2 separate regions of the Zea mays genome follow, and region 1 is linked to region 2. Evidence: chromatin contacts called from public Hi-C data. All regions are on one chromosome and are shown on one strand. The core of a region is the stretch at or near the end of the contact, and the rest is flanking DNA. Distances in the headings are between cores, read along the strand shown.

What was found. A called contact is a pair of places that touch in the nucleus more often than the background predicts.
Region 1: a Hi-C map of tassel shows a contact between it and region 2, with 1.7 times the contacts expected there. The contact joins the promoter of LOC100191869 here to the promoter of LOC100282677 in region 2. A contact is called at or near these places in 4 of 25 Hi-C or Micro-C datasets (ear, leaf and tassel).

The regions. Positions count from the first base shown.
Region 1 is chr6:78,438,655-78,445,354 of Zm-B73-REFERENCE-NAM-5.0, forward strand. LOC100191869 reads left to right here and starts at 4,957. Exons shown (of 8, transcript NM_001360688.1): 1 at 4,957-5,161; 2 at 5,348-5,497; 3 at 6,666-6,700. The coding sequence starts at 5,045.
Region 2 is chr6:78,255,049-78,261,561 of Zm-B73-REFERENCE-NAM-5.0, forward strand. LOC100282677 (GDP-mannose 4,6 dehydratase 2) reads left to right here and starts at 1,330. Exons shown (of 1, transcript NM_001155585.2): 1 at 1,330-2,756. The coding sequence starts at 1,403. The coding sequence ends at 2,536.

The DNA.
Region 1 (6,700 bases), core at 3,707-6,206, 190 kb after region 2:
CTTACTTCAAATAGTACATAGTTCGAATAAAAGTTATTACAATACCAGAGTACAAGCTCTAATGAGCCTGAAATACAGAGTGCAGTGGAAGATAAACTAGCCCAAGACACAGGCAGAACTGGGTGCAGACACAGCCCCCTTCTAGTCGAGCATAGTAGAAAAGAAGTCTTCAGCTGTTGAAAAACATAAATAAATCTGGGTGAATACACTAGGTATTCCGCAAGCCCATCCCACTCGTAAAGAGAGAGGTACCTATATAATACATGCTTTATATGGTGGAGTTGAAGTCACTCTTCTTTTCCAGAGAAAGGCACTGCTTTGATGGTTTTCCCCAAAGAAGGAAGTAGCACATTTTCACACTCAACCACCACTGAGCTTCCTGCTCCCGTGGCATTGTTTTCATTTCCAAAAACACACCCACTCACACATTTCCCTGTTCGTGGAGGTTATAAACACTAATTATCATACCACACCAGACTCGTCCATTCCAGTGGACACGGACTATTCGAATAGGTTTGAACTCTGCGCAGAGGGGTACACTTTACCCACTAGTCCGGCTCTGCGGTCTCATGGCTAATGAGACCCGAATCCGAATCTCTTTCTTTCCTCTTACGTTCTTACCTTAACGGTTACACCGGAAGGAGTTAGGCCACCGCCATGTCCAAACCGGACAAAACATTCCCCCTCCTTATCCTCCCGGTGCTCCCCAGCCATCATAACCCTGGGGTTTGGACCGTACGAGTTCAGATTGAGTGACTGCCCATACAGTCTCGAGTGGTTGTACTTGTCATGAGTACAGGTAGTGAAGGATGACAAACCGGTCCTTATATGAGGGGACAATCCTCCTGCTCACACCTAACCTGGCTGAGCCAACACCTGAGGCCCTCCCCTAAACCAGGGAGTCCCTGATTATCCCACTCAAAAGGTGATAAGGGTGAATACCCTTCATCATACACTTTTTTGAAAACATCGCTTAGTAAAAACACCACCCTTTTTTCATCCAACATTTTGTACTCAAAAAAATTCTTTAATGCAGGCTATCTCTCTTCTCACTATGCAAAAGACCCATCCCTTATTCCCGGCTTAGGTAGTGGTAGAAAGAGTAGGTAATTTATGCATCAAGGGAAGAATGGACTTGCCTTCATCGAAGTTCTCCTGGCACGAAAGATCTATTTCGGAGAGGTCGAGTTCCGGCCCTTCTTCCGGAGTCACAAATTCCAGAGGATCGGATCCCTCTTCTCCTAGCAAAAATAGATAATGAACAATACATCAACCATGGTGGCTTGGTGGAGTGTGCCAACTTTTAAATATTATTATTTTGTGCCCTATAATTTGTTTAGACTATTTTTGGTGCATAAAATATCAATATATGCATAAATACATGAAAATAGGAAAAAGAAATGGAAAAAGGAAAAAGAAAAGAGATTTCCTGCTAACTGGGCCGGGGGGGATTTCGGCCCAACCGAGCGCAGGCGCGCGCGCGGGCAGGCGACCCAGCTTGGCCCGCCAGTGGGGGACGGCGCCGTGGGCGCGGGCCCATGTGCCAGCGAGGAGGGGGTACGGCGTTAAGGGGGGGGGGGAGCCGGCCGGAGTCGACCGCCGGTGAGGTTCCGCGGCGGTTCTCCGTCGCGGTCCCCATTTCGAGTGGTCGAGGAGGTGGCTAAGCACGGGTGGGGGTATGGGATCACGATGGAGGGGTTAATTTCGTCGGAGGGTGCTCGGGACGGCCGGTTCACGGTGAGGTGTCGGGCGCTCGCGACGGTGAGATCGCCGGTGAGGCTACCGGGAGCAATAGGTGAAGGGAAAGGGTGTGCCGTGATCGTGATGGAGCGGTGGAGCTCAAGAGCTACATTAATTTGACTAGAATTCAACAGAGAGAGGAAAGCGGAGCTCACCGGAGAGAAGGAAGGCGGCGGCGCTGAGCGCGATTCGGTCCAGTGCAGGGGGAGAGGGAGTAGCCGAGGCCGGTGTGAGGAAGGATGGAGCTTGGGTGGTCCTTTTATAGGCGACCGGGAAGGGAAAGGGGGAGTGAGGTGGTGACCACCGGTGAGCTTGCCATGGCGGCAATGATGGCGCACAGTGGCGATGGGATGGCTCGAGCAGACGATGATGGGATGGCTCAGGCAGGTGCAAGGAGACAGAGATGCAAGGCGCCAAACCTTTCTGGCGAGCGCGTTAATGGCGAGGCGACGGAGCGAGCGGCGGCCGGCGGTGATCGCGTCGATAGCAGATCACGGGCGAGGGGAGAGAGCTGACAGGCGGGGCCCGCCTGTCAGAGAGATGGTGATCGAGAGGGGGAGGGCGCGCGCGGGGGAGATGGGCCGCGTGGGCCGAGCAGGGAACGGGCGCGCGGGAGAGAGGGAGAGAGGGTTGGGCCGGATCCGGCCCAGCGGAGGGGGGAGAGGATTTCCTTTTTCTTTTTCTTTTTCTAATTCTATTTCTTTCCTTTTTCTTTTAATCTCCTTTTTTCTTTTGAACAAATATTTAGCTATATTTTCTTGGGTGTCAAAATATTCTATGTGAGGTGCTTCTAACAACCATGGTGCATGCATATGATGAAAGAAATGCCTTATGAGGTGGGGGTCTTAGGAGATAATTAGGGGGGTTTAGGAGTTTTAGGGTTTCTAACCTTGGGATCAAAATTGGGATGTTACACCTGCTCCACACGAGGACTCTGATGGCCTGGGCCCACCATTCAGTGGCTTGCGCTCGGCGCGTCCCTCTGTCGTGTGGGACCGCACACTCAGTCTTCGTTCCCATAACAACCATGCCGAAGTCGTCGGCGACCGCATCAGCTCCTCACGGCGTGGGAGTTGACCGAGACCCCTTCAAAACAGTCTGCAAGTACCGCAACCGCGCCCTCTGGACTCACCTCGACTCGCCCCGGCATTCACTCCTCCACCTTAGCCGCGCCCGCGTTGCTTGCGGTAGTCGCTGGTGCCGCCGTACAGGCCCTGGATCATCACGCCACCCGGGGTCAAATTGGGGTGCTCGGGAGCTTCATTGGCGCTCGGCGGAGGTTCCTATGGCAACCTAAGGGGATGCGATAACTCGGAGCCAGGGGAATTCGTCGCCGGAATTTCTCCTCCGCCGCGGTGGCACCGCACGCCATGGGCAGGGCTCGTCACTGTTTCTATCACTGGTAAATCCACCACCACGTCCTTCACCTTGTCCTTCTCATAGGGTAGAACTCGTTAGATAGCGGATTAGGACATCAGGGCGTCGGCCATGGCCTCACCGGTGAACTGCGCCACCGCGGCTTGGGCTTGGGGATTGAAGACGCTTGCGCGCCGTCGGATTGAAGCGGACGGTTTGGGTCATGGCGCGCTGTCGTTTAGTATAGTTAGATCTGAGCCGTTGGTTCCAATCGGGTGTGGACCGTCGGATCTGAATGGGTGGTGGTGATTAAATCATCATGTACCCCTTCGTTGCGAGGAATGGTGACCATCAAATTCTAATCTGACGATGGGGATCTAGAGTAGGTGTTGTTTTCGGTCGGGTTCCTGGTGGCCGTTAGATCTAGATCCGAGGGCTCCAATTGGGGCGGGTCGTTGTACAGCTAGATGTAATCCGGTCCGTTTGGTTTTGATCCAACGGCCAAGGTCTCTGTGTACCCCTTCGCTGTGACGATTTAGCATATGAGTCCCTCGGATTAATACAAATGAACCTGCAATCCTAGCGACGGGGGATCTGAGTCTTAGGAACCACGCCAACTGCAGGAGAGCGGGCCACACCGTCAGGTGTGGACCGAGGCGCACTAGTGGGTGGTGGCATGATAGTAATTATTATTATATGTGCATGATGCACTGAGATAGTAATTATTATTATATGTGCATGATGCATTGAGATATCAGTGTGTAACAAATCACAGTATATCTTATTTCTTCCTATCTAAATTGCCATTATTAAACCAAATTTGTGAACATGAAGCACAAAGTTGAGTTACAGCTTTTGCTAATTTGCTCTATATTAGCTCATTGCTGATCTTCCACTACGATAACTACTAATTGAGCCATATTCATCACTTATTTAATATATAACAAGAATGTTGGAGCTAAAACCGCATCATAATGGGTCTTCGACCTACAAATTGCATGTTGTCATAAAATTATTATAAGTGCATGATGCACTGAGATATCGGTGCGTAACAAATCACACCAGTATCTTATCTCTTTTATCTGAATTGCCATTATTAAACCAAATTTATAAACAAGAAGCACAAAGTCAAGCTACAACTTTTGCTCTATATCAGTTCATTGGTGACCTTCCACTACGACCATTTGCTACTTCATGTTTTTTTTCTTAAATGAGGTACCAACAAAAACATCTTTATAGTTGGTTTTATTGTAAAGGTTTAGAACATATTTGAATAGAAAACGTAGCAACGTACGTGCACCTAACTATAATAGGTAGTACAGAAAAGATATCTCTAACTCTACTACCTATTAAGGAACTATTGTAGACCACGGGCACTACCATGCCCCCCGTTCGCCCGGCGTCAGCTCTGCGATGCCCGAGATACGCGCCCTCCTGCCAGCGCAACCTCCGAAGTCCAGGCCTCGCCCCACGTTCCCCTGTCACGCCTCCCTTTTTGCGCACACGCCCACCAGCTTCTCGTCAACCAGGTGCGTTCACTGGGAAGCATATAATAATGATATTTATCATTATATATATATATATATATTTTATACTAATTTTTTAAGTATCATGATAACGCACGGGCACACACATAATTCTCTCTTAGCGTTGCTCTAAGATTAACTTAACAGGGAGCGTTCCAAAAAGCGACCCACAACCTTGCGGAGTAGGCCCGTTTAGCCTACCTATGCAGCCCAACTTATGTTGTCGTCACGTTCATCTCGTCCCATAAAGAGCTGTACACCTACCGGCCTAGGAGGCCCATATGCTCATCATCATAAACACCAGGCGCCGTCAAGAAAAAAAAAACAGAGGAAAGAAAAAACCGTCAGAGCGACGTTAGTCGGCTCAGCTGTAGTGTAGTTGCAGGTGTTCGCCGGCACACGCGCGTGGCCGCGAACCCTAGATGACACCGGCGAACGGCGCCCCAGCGCGGGCAGCGGAGGCGGGCCCCCACGAGGTGGAGTCGGAGGCCGACGCGTTCCGGCGCCAGGTCGACGACCTCGTCTCGAAGACCGACGTGGTAATCCTCTGACCGCCTACTCCTCCCGTCTCGCATAGCGACGATGACGCGACTCTGGCGCGAGAGAAGCGTCGATTAGAATGTTTTGTTTGGTGACTTGGGGGAATTTGTGTTTTTGTTTGTTGGCGTGACAATTCGGGCGCAGTATTCTCAGATTGGGGTTTGTTGGCGATGTGTGTGCTGCAGCTGGAGCGGCGGGTGAAAGAGGTGGCGGACTTCTACGATGGCAAAAAGCACGGAAGCGGCGGGAGGAAGGGTGGTGGTGGTGGCAGGTATGGGGCATCCTCGAGGGGAATGCCGGACCTTATGCGCCAGTTCGGCGTGCTTTTGAAAGAGGTAACTTTGTCAGTGCTTGCTTGGTTCGTTCTGTTCTGTTGGGTCGCGAAGCATGCTGTAGAAAGTCTGGCCAATTTAGAACAGTAAACGACTAGATAATTTCGACAATGTTTAATTGTTTATAATTTTCTTCTCCAGTGGCCCCTTCCAGTTTCCTTTTTTAGACCAAAGTCCATTGGCACAGCTTACTGCAGGAAGATCTCTAACACCTGAAAAACACAAACTAACTCAATACTCACCAGAATTTAAACAACCACTATGCAAACTCCTCTAAAAACCTACCAGCAAAAAAAAACCGACAAATATACAGCCACAGCCGCATTTACTTTCAGCAGTTCATGCAAAAACAACACCAGACTCCTGCTACCTAGCCAAAACTCAACCACAATAGAGAAAACAGCACTCTAATTTTGTTCAATGCTGTTTACCATGTTCCTGATAAGCTCTGCCACTCTTCTTTATCCTTCCTTGAAACCATCACCTTCCAGTTCTGCAGCAAGGCCACCAGCTTGAATAAGACCACTACCACCTTGGCTCCTTGATCAAGTTGTTGGAACCTGCACAGCAAAAGAGAATCGCCAACCGTTGTCTTTCTATATCTAAAGCCAGGAAGAATAAAAGTCATTACAGTCTACTTTGTTTTGTTAATTCTGACTGCTGATTGGATCCTACAATGGAATGCCATCCACAGAAAGATATTCACCATTAGAAGAGCTATGCAGTCTTATACGTCCACCTTATGTTGATTCACCACACCACCAGAAGTCAAATCTTTGTATAGAGATTTTGTTGTGTCTCCCTGACCTCTCTACCCCCAGATCACTACATCTCTTCCTTTGGAGAGAGAACCATCCCTCTAAGGGGCCGTTCGTTTCTTCCGGAATGGAGGCATGGAACAATTCCTAGCCGGTTTGTTTCTCTAAATTATATAAGTTTTGATCGGCTGGAATGATTCCTGCTCCATTCCTGGACAAACGAACAAGGCCTAAAGGTGCCTCAGTTATTCCTTCCCCAGACCCCACTTATGTAGGAGCCGCTAGCATTGGGTCTGTTATTTCATTCAATCATTATAGGAGAATCAGAAAGTGTGTGATTGGTTTGCCATATGAAAGTTTCCATTCATCTCTTTTCCATTTGCACTCAGTCTTCTTGATTTTCATTCTTCCAGATCACCTCTCATAAAGATGCATGGCCATTTCTGGA
Region 2 (6,513 bases), core at 80-2,579:
TTGACGGTTATTGGCATCCTGCTTCCGGAGGATCACGTTCTGCCAAAGAGCATGTATGAGGCACAGAGACTCCTTCGTGCACTCAAGATGACGTATGAGCAGATACATGCTTTGTCCGAAGGGCTGCGTGCTATTTAGGAAAGAATACGCGGAGGCAAAGTACTCTCCGAAGTGTAAATCGTCTAGGTTCATGGAGGTAGACTCTGGTGATGGACACAAGAGGTAGCTCGACATCCCCTTGACAATCCTCGACATCCCCTTGACAAACATGGAAAATGATACAATCCTGACAAGATGGTGCACGTATCCGATGGTGAAGCATGGAAACACTTTGATGCCATTCACCGTGACAAAGTCGAAGAGGCTCGTAATATACGTGTTGCGCTGACCACAGATGGTTTCAATCCCTCGGCAAAGGTAACTTATTTGCCGAGTGTCACCTAGAACACTCGGCAAAGGCGCCGTCTCCGTCACCCGGCTCCATGACGGACGATTTTCTTTGCCGAGTACCGACTGACACTCGGCAAAGTCTTTGCCGAGTGTCGATAAAAAGTACTTGGCAAAAATGTCGTTGCCGATGTACTGTTCGCCGAGCTCTCTTTGCCAAGTGTTACACTCGGCAAAGGCTTTGCCGAGTGTTTTTCAGGCGCTCGTTTCCGGTAGTGAACATACCGTGTATATAGTCGTTACACCGTAGACGATAATGTGAAATTTGAAATAGTAGATAGAATATGTAACGTTATTAGAGATAGTCTAAACAGAAAATTATAACATTTCAACAGATGTGCTAGACGTGGATTATAAATCGAAACAATGAGAGTATATCTATTTGAGGTGGCATATGTTAATATTTTATGTAAATATAGGGTAATTTATTATGGTTCGACAATTTATGACAAAACTGAAAATAGTAGTTGTTTGGCTCTTGGTTTTCATGTCTATATTTAAATGGAAATATATACTTTAAATATTGTATGAATTTATTAATTAACTAAAATTAATTTTAATATAGGATAGAGAGAGTATTTTTTTAAGACGAGTGGATTGACATATTTGATGGAAATATATACATTAAATATTGTATGGAGATACACAAATAATGGGGTGTTTTTTTCTTAACTTGATCGATCAGCCTATATTCATGTAGCCGAAGCTGGGAAGTGGGGATGTGGAATACAGCCACCGACATTTTGTTCACAATGTCCGAAAAAGGGAAAGAATAACTTTTTCCTTTGCTCATTTGGCAAAAATACACGCAACACTGACTCCTGTGCATCGGCTCTGCAGGCGGGCCCTACAAATACTCCCTGCCTCCCCTGCTTTCTTCCCCCCAAATTTGCTTCCCAGATCTGCCCGCCGCACCCCCAACCCGTGGCAATCAATCCCCTTCCTCGCTTCGCAAATGGCTCATTCCAACGGCGCGGCCGCCACTGCCACTGCCGGCGGCGGCGACATGGACGACGAGACCGCCCCGGTGCCGCGGGCCCTCGCGCCGGCGCGGAAGGTGGCGCTGATCACGGGCATCACGGGGCAGGACGGGAGCTACCTCACGGAGCTGCTCCTGTCCAAGGGATACGAGGTGCACGGCCTCATCCGCCGCTCCTCCAACTTCAACACGCAGCGGCTGGACCACATCTACCACGACCCGCACGCGGTGCCGTCGGCCCCGCGTCCCCCGATGCGGCTCCACTACGCCGACCTGTCCGACTCCTCTTCCCTCCGCCGCGCGCTCGACGCCATCTCCCCCGACGAGGTCTACAACCTCGCCGCGCAGTCGCACGTCGCCGTCTCCTTCGAGATCCCCGACTACACCGCCGACGTCACCGCCACGGGGGCGCTCCGCCTCCTCGAGGCCGTCCGCCTGTCGCGCAAGCCCATGCGCTACTACCAGGCCGGTTCCTCGGAGATGTTCGGCTCCACGCCGCCGCCGCAGCGCGAGGACACGCCCTTCCACCCGCGCTCGCCCTACGCCGCCGCCAAGGTCGCCGCGCACTGGTACACCGTCAACTACCGCGAGGCCTACGGCGTATTCGCCTGCAACGGCGTGCTCTTCAACCACGAGTCCCCGCGCCGCGGCGAGAACTTCGTCACGCGCAAGATCACGCGCGCCGTCGGCCGCATCAAGGTCGGGCTGCAGACCAGGGTCTTCCTCGGCAACCTCTCGGCCGCCAGGGACTGGGGGTTCGCGGGGGACTACGTCGAGGCAATGTGGCTCATGCTGCAGCAGGAACAGCCGGGGGATTACGTCGTCGCCACTGAGGAGTCCCACACCGTCGAGGAGTTCCTGCAGGCTGCCTTCGGCTACGCCGGCCTCAGCTGGAAGGATCACGTGGTCATTGACAAGAAGTACTTCCGGCCTGCAGAAGTCGACAGCCTCAAGGGGGACGCCACCAAGGCGAGGAAGGTGCTCAAGTGGAAGCCCAAGGTTGGGTTCCAGGAGCTCGTGGAGATGATGGTCGATCACGACATTGAGCTCGCCAAGAAGGAGAAGGTCCTGGTGGATGCTGGGTACCGTGATCCCAAGCAGCAGCCATAGAAACATCACAGTTGCTTCTTGCTCTGTTGGGGCTCGGATTCAGATTGTTCCCCTCATACATGGTGGGTCTCAGGGGTAGAGGTTGACTGAAGTTACTATCGATATTTATCCTGGTAAGAAATAAGGATTGTTGCAGTATGATCTTACAGTGTGTTCATTTAGTTTTCTGACTATGTTATGTGCTTTAATCGAATGAATGAATAATCCGTGCCAATTTGGTATTTGGAAGAGGATGATATGCCTGCCTGATTGCAGCTGTTGATGTTAAGAGCAAAAGTGTCCTCCTGATAGCAGCTGCTTCAGTTTGTATTGTTCCACTTCAGCTACTCCCACACTTGTTCTGATACATGGCAGAAAAGCTGTTGTAGGGACATTTTGTAAGTTGAATCAGTGGCAAATGCATCCAACAACACTTGCAGTTGAAGAGGGGAACAAACAAAAGGAAACAAAAAATAGCACCTAACTCTACCTCTACCTGTGCAGGGAGAGCAATTTTACCATTATTATCAATGGATTTACCATGTTGGAGTCACTTGAGTTCTCAAACTTGTAATGCCGTGTCACTTGAGTCCCCGAATGAACTTGTAATGCCGTGTCACTTGAGTCCCCGAATGCTTCAACGTGACACGTCACGTCGTCATCTGGTTTGGATAAATCCGGTGTTGGATGATTTTGCTTGGATCGGCTAAGTTAGATGATCCGTTTTGCTCATTTTCTGAGTTCGGTGACCCAAGTTACACATCGTGTCAAGTTCCAGAGCCGTTGCTGCATTTTACTCTATAATGTTTATATCTGTTTTTATAGGTTTAATTTTATAAAAAAGTGTATTCAGTCACCCCCTTGTGTGGCCATCGGTAAGGACAAAAGACGGTGAGAAGACAACATGATGAACAATGGGAGACTAGGACATCTTTGGTTGGTGCCTAGTTTGCATGTCTAACCATAGTTAAAGTACAAACTTTTGATAAAGTTTGTCACAAAAATGAGTCAACGACATGTAGTACATGGTGCTTTGAAAGTGGTGCATCATTGTTGTTAATACGTGACACCATGATAAAGGGTACCAGAGAAAAAAATACAGAGGTGTAGGTCTGGAACCGCTAGCGCTGACATGACAATATGCATACAACAATGTACGGTGTAGAGAGGTTTAGACTCGGTGTATATGTTTATATGCAAGTACGAACAAAGCATATATACATAGATCATGACTGAGCTAGCAAATGGGAACAACTCATGAATGCTAATAATCTTCCCTGGTGTCTGTAGTCGCCGATCATCCCGAGATACGATGAGGCGACAAGAGGGGTGAATGGAAGCCAATCAATTTTTTGCTGTCAAATACTGAAAATGAGCACTTCACTTCAATTAAGATGAAGTAAGCACTTAAACCAAAATCACATTAGCAAACCAATGATCTCATGATTATAAAATGTTTCTAAGACTCACACGAGACCAGCAAAATAAACGGATCGCAAATCGGACATCGAAAAGTCTGAATCGACCCAAAACAATGTTGATATCTACTGCTGATTTCAGCAGCACGAAATTCAGTTCTTGAATGCAAAATTGAACCAAACAGATTCCGATTGAGCTGAAATTTTGCACACACCTTGATAAATGTGTTTCCAAGGTCTAACACAAATTTTGAACTCAGTCGTATTTGTAAATCAATCGCAGATTAGAAAATGCGGTTGGAAATGGGATTTCGTTGGGGTTTCTTCAAAAGAACTCAAACTGAGATTAACTTGGATCACGACCAATAACTGCACCAAGGGGGCGTATGGAGCGACATGGTCTAACACAACAGTTTAACTCCCCACAAATCCATGTGCTCCACAAATGGAACCATCCCTGTGCTCCACACCTGCACACGACAAGCCGACCGACATGGTTGCACATACATAATCTCACGCCCCGGTTAGTCCACGACTCGACCCGAGACGCTACCCGTTGACAATCACTCACATCAACTCGAACCACAAGGGACAAGTCAACCTTGTGTTTGCAATCTCCCCCTTGATGAGTGCATTGTCAACACCACCTCATGAACATATGTAGCAGAAAGAAGGAAGAAAAAGAGAAACTTACTCGAACGACCAAAAGCCAGATAAAAGCTAAAACAGGTCATCTAGAGTGAGCAAAACTTGGTCCCAAAAAATGGGCAACGACTCAACACGACCAAGCAAGGAAAAGCTAGTTCTCAAGAAAAGGCAAAAGCAGGGCTCCACACCACTAGCCAGCAAACGAAACCAGATCGGAACACAAAATCAATCCAAAGACTGAAATAAAGCTAGTTCCTCCAAAAAGAGGTAAACGACTCACACAACCAGCGAAAGCTCCATGGCTCAAAATCTCTCCCCCTGTCAAAGCACTCCCCCTCTAAGGAAAATCAACATGCTCAAAGCCTTTCCCAAAACACCAGACAAAAATCTCCCCCCTTTTAAGGAATCCATGATGAAAAGCTGAAAATCTCTCCCCCTTTGATGGCCGAAGCCCAAAAATCACAAAAATCTCTCCTCCTTGTTGACTAATGGACTCATCAAGCACAAACACGGATAGAGACAGAAACTCCCCCTTGACAAGAGAACCCCCCGAGAAAATGTAGAAATGCAAAAGAAAGGAGAAAATGTAGGAGCTTCAGGAGTATACTTATCAGAGTGTAAAAATGCTCTAAGTGGTGTTGTCTATGTGTGCAACAATAAATGCACGTGCTAGAAAATGCCCAAACTGATCATATGCATAAGATATGTGAAGTGTAAGCATTTTGATTTAGATTTAAACAATTCAAAAGAGAAGTTCACCACTAAAACTACACTAGGCATATAGTAAGAAAGAAATCAACTAAGTGCCAGTCAAAGTAAACACATTGAGCTACCCCAAACAACGGTTACTCATCATGCAAGAAACATATCTGAAATTGATACAAGTTGAAATTGACAAGACTAATTAGATTTTACAGCAGATTACAAATTTCAATGAAAAGCATGTGAGTGCTAAGAGGTTGTAAGCATTGTCATTGTCTAACTTTTCAACCGGGTGTAGCCCATTTAGCAAAGCAGTCAAAAGCTACAGACACCGATTTTAATCATCCACTACACTGTTCAAGTTCACCCAAAAGCGCAAATGGAAGAAGTCTCGATACATCGATATGGTGACAAATGCAAACCCATCTCGACCTTTCTAAATTTCACTTATTTTGATTTTGATTTTAGCACAAAATTGATAAATCAAGACAGTGAATGACTCAAAGCATCAGACATAGCCACGTAGGATACTAGTGACATCACAAAGGATTTCAACACATCCTACACATGCTAGATGTCAATCTCAATGGTAAACATTTTTTGGATTCAACTAGTATTAGTCAAGTTCACAATTATGAAAGGATGCTTAGCTCAACAATATTGTATCAATATGAGCAAAAAGAGCCTAAGCATACCATAGCATTATCATGTACACAAAGAACATACCACTAGGACCATAGTCACATTCTAGCAGTTATAAAAGTGAAGCTCAAAATGCTACATGAGATGCAGATATAATACAAGAATTAAGAAAGAAAAACTAAAATCTACAAGAAAAGCAGAACAAGTGAAGACAAACCAAAAGGGATCCCTCAGTCAAAAAGGGAAGCAAACATCCAATTCCCCTCACAAATGGGCAAAAGTGGACTGATCAAAGGGTTTGGTCAAGATGCCAGCAAGCTGCCTGTGGCATCAACGTGGCACAAATATATGTCGCCTTTCTCATAATGATCATGACAAAAGTGAAAGCGAACATCAATGTGCTTGGTCTTCGAATGCAGCATAGGATTCTTAGCAACACTTATGTCACTCATGCTATTGTAAAGCAGATGCACATGATGAAAATCAAAGATAAAATCCCGTAAGGTAGCCATCATCCAAAGCAACTACAAGCAATAGCTAGCGGCAGTAACATACTCAGCCTCTGTGGTAGACTGAGCAACGCTAGAC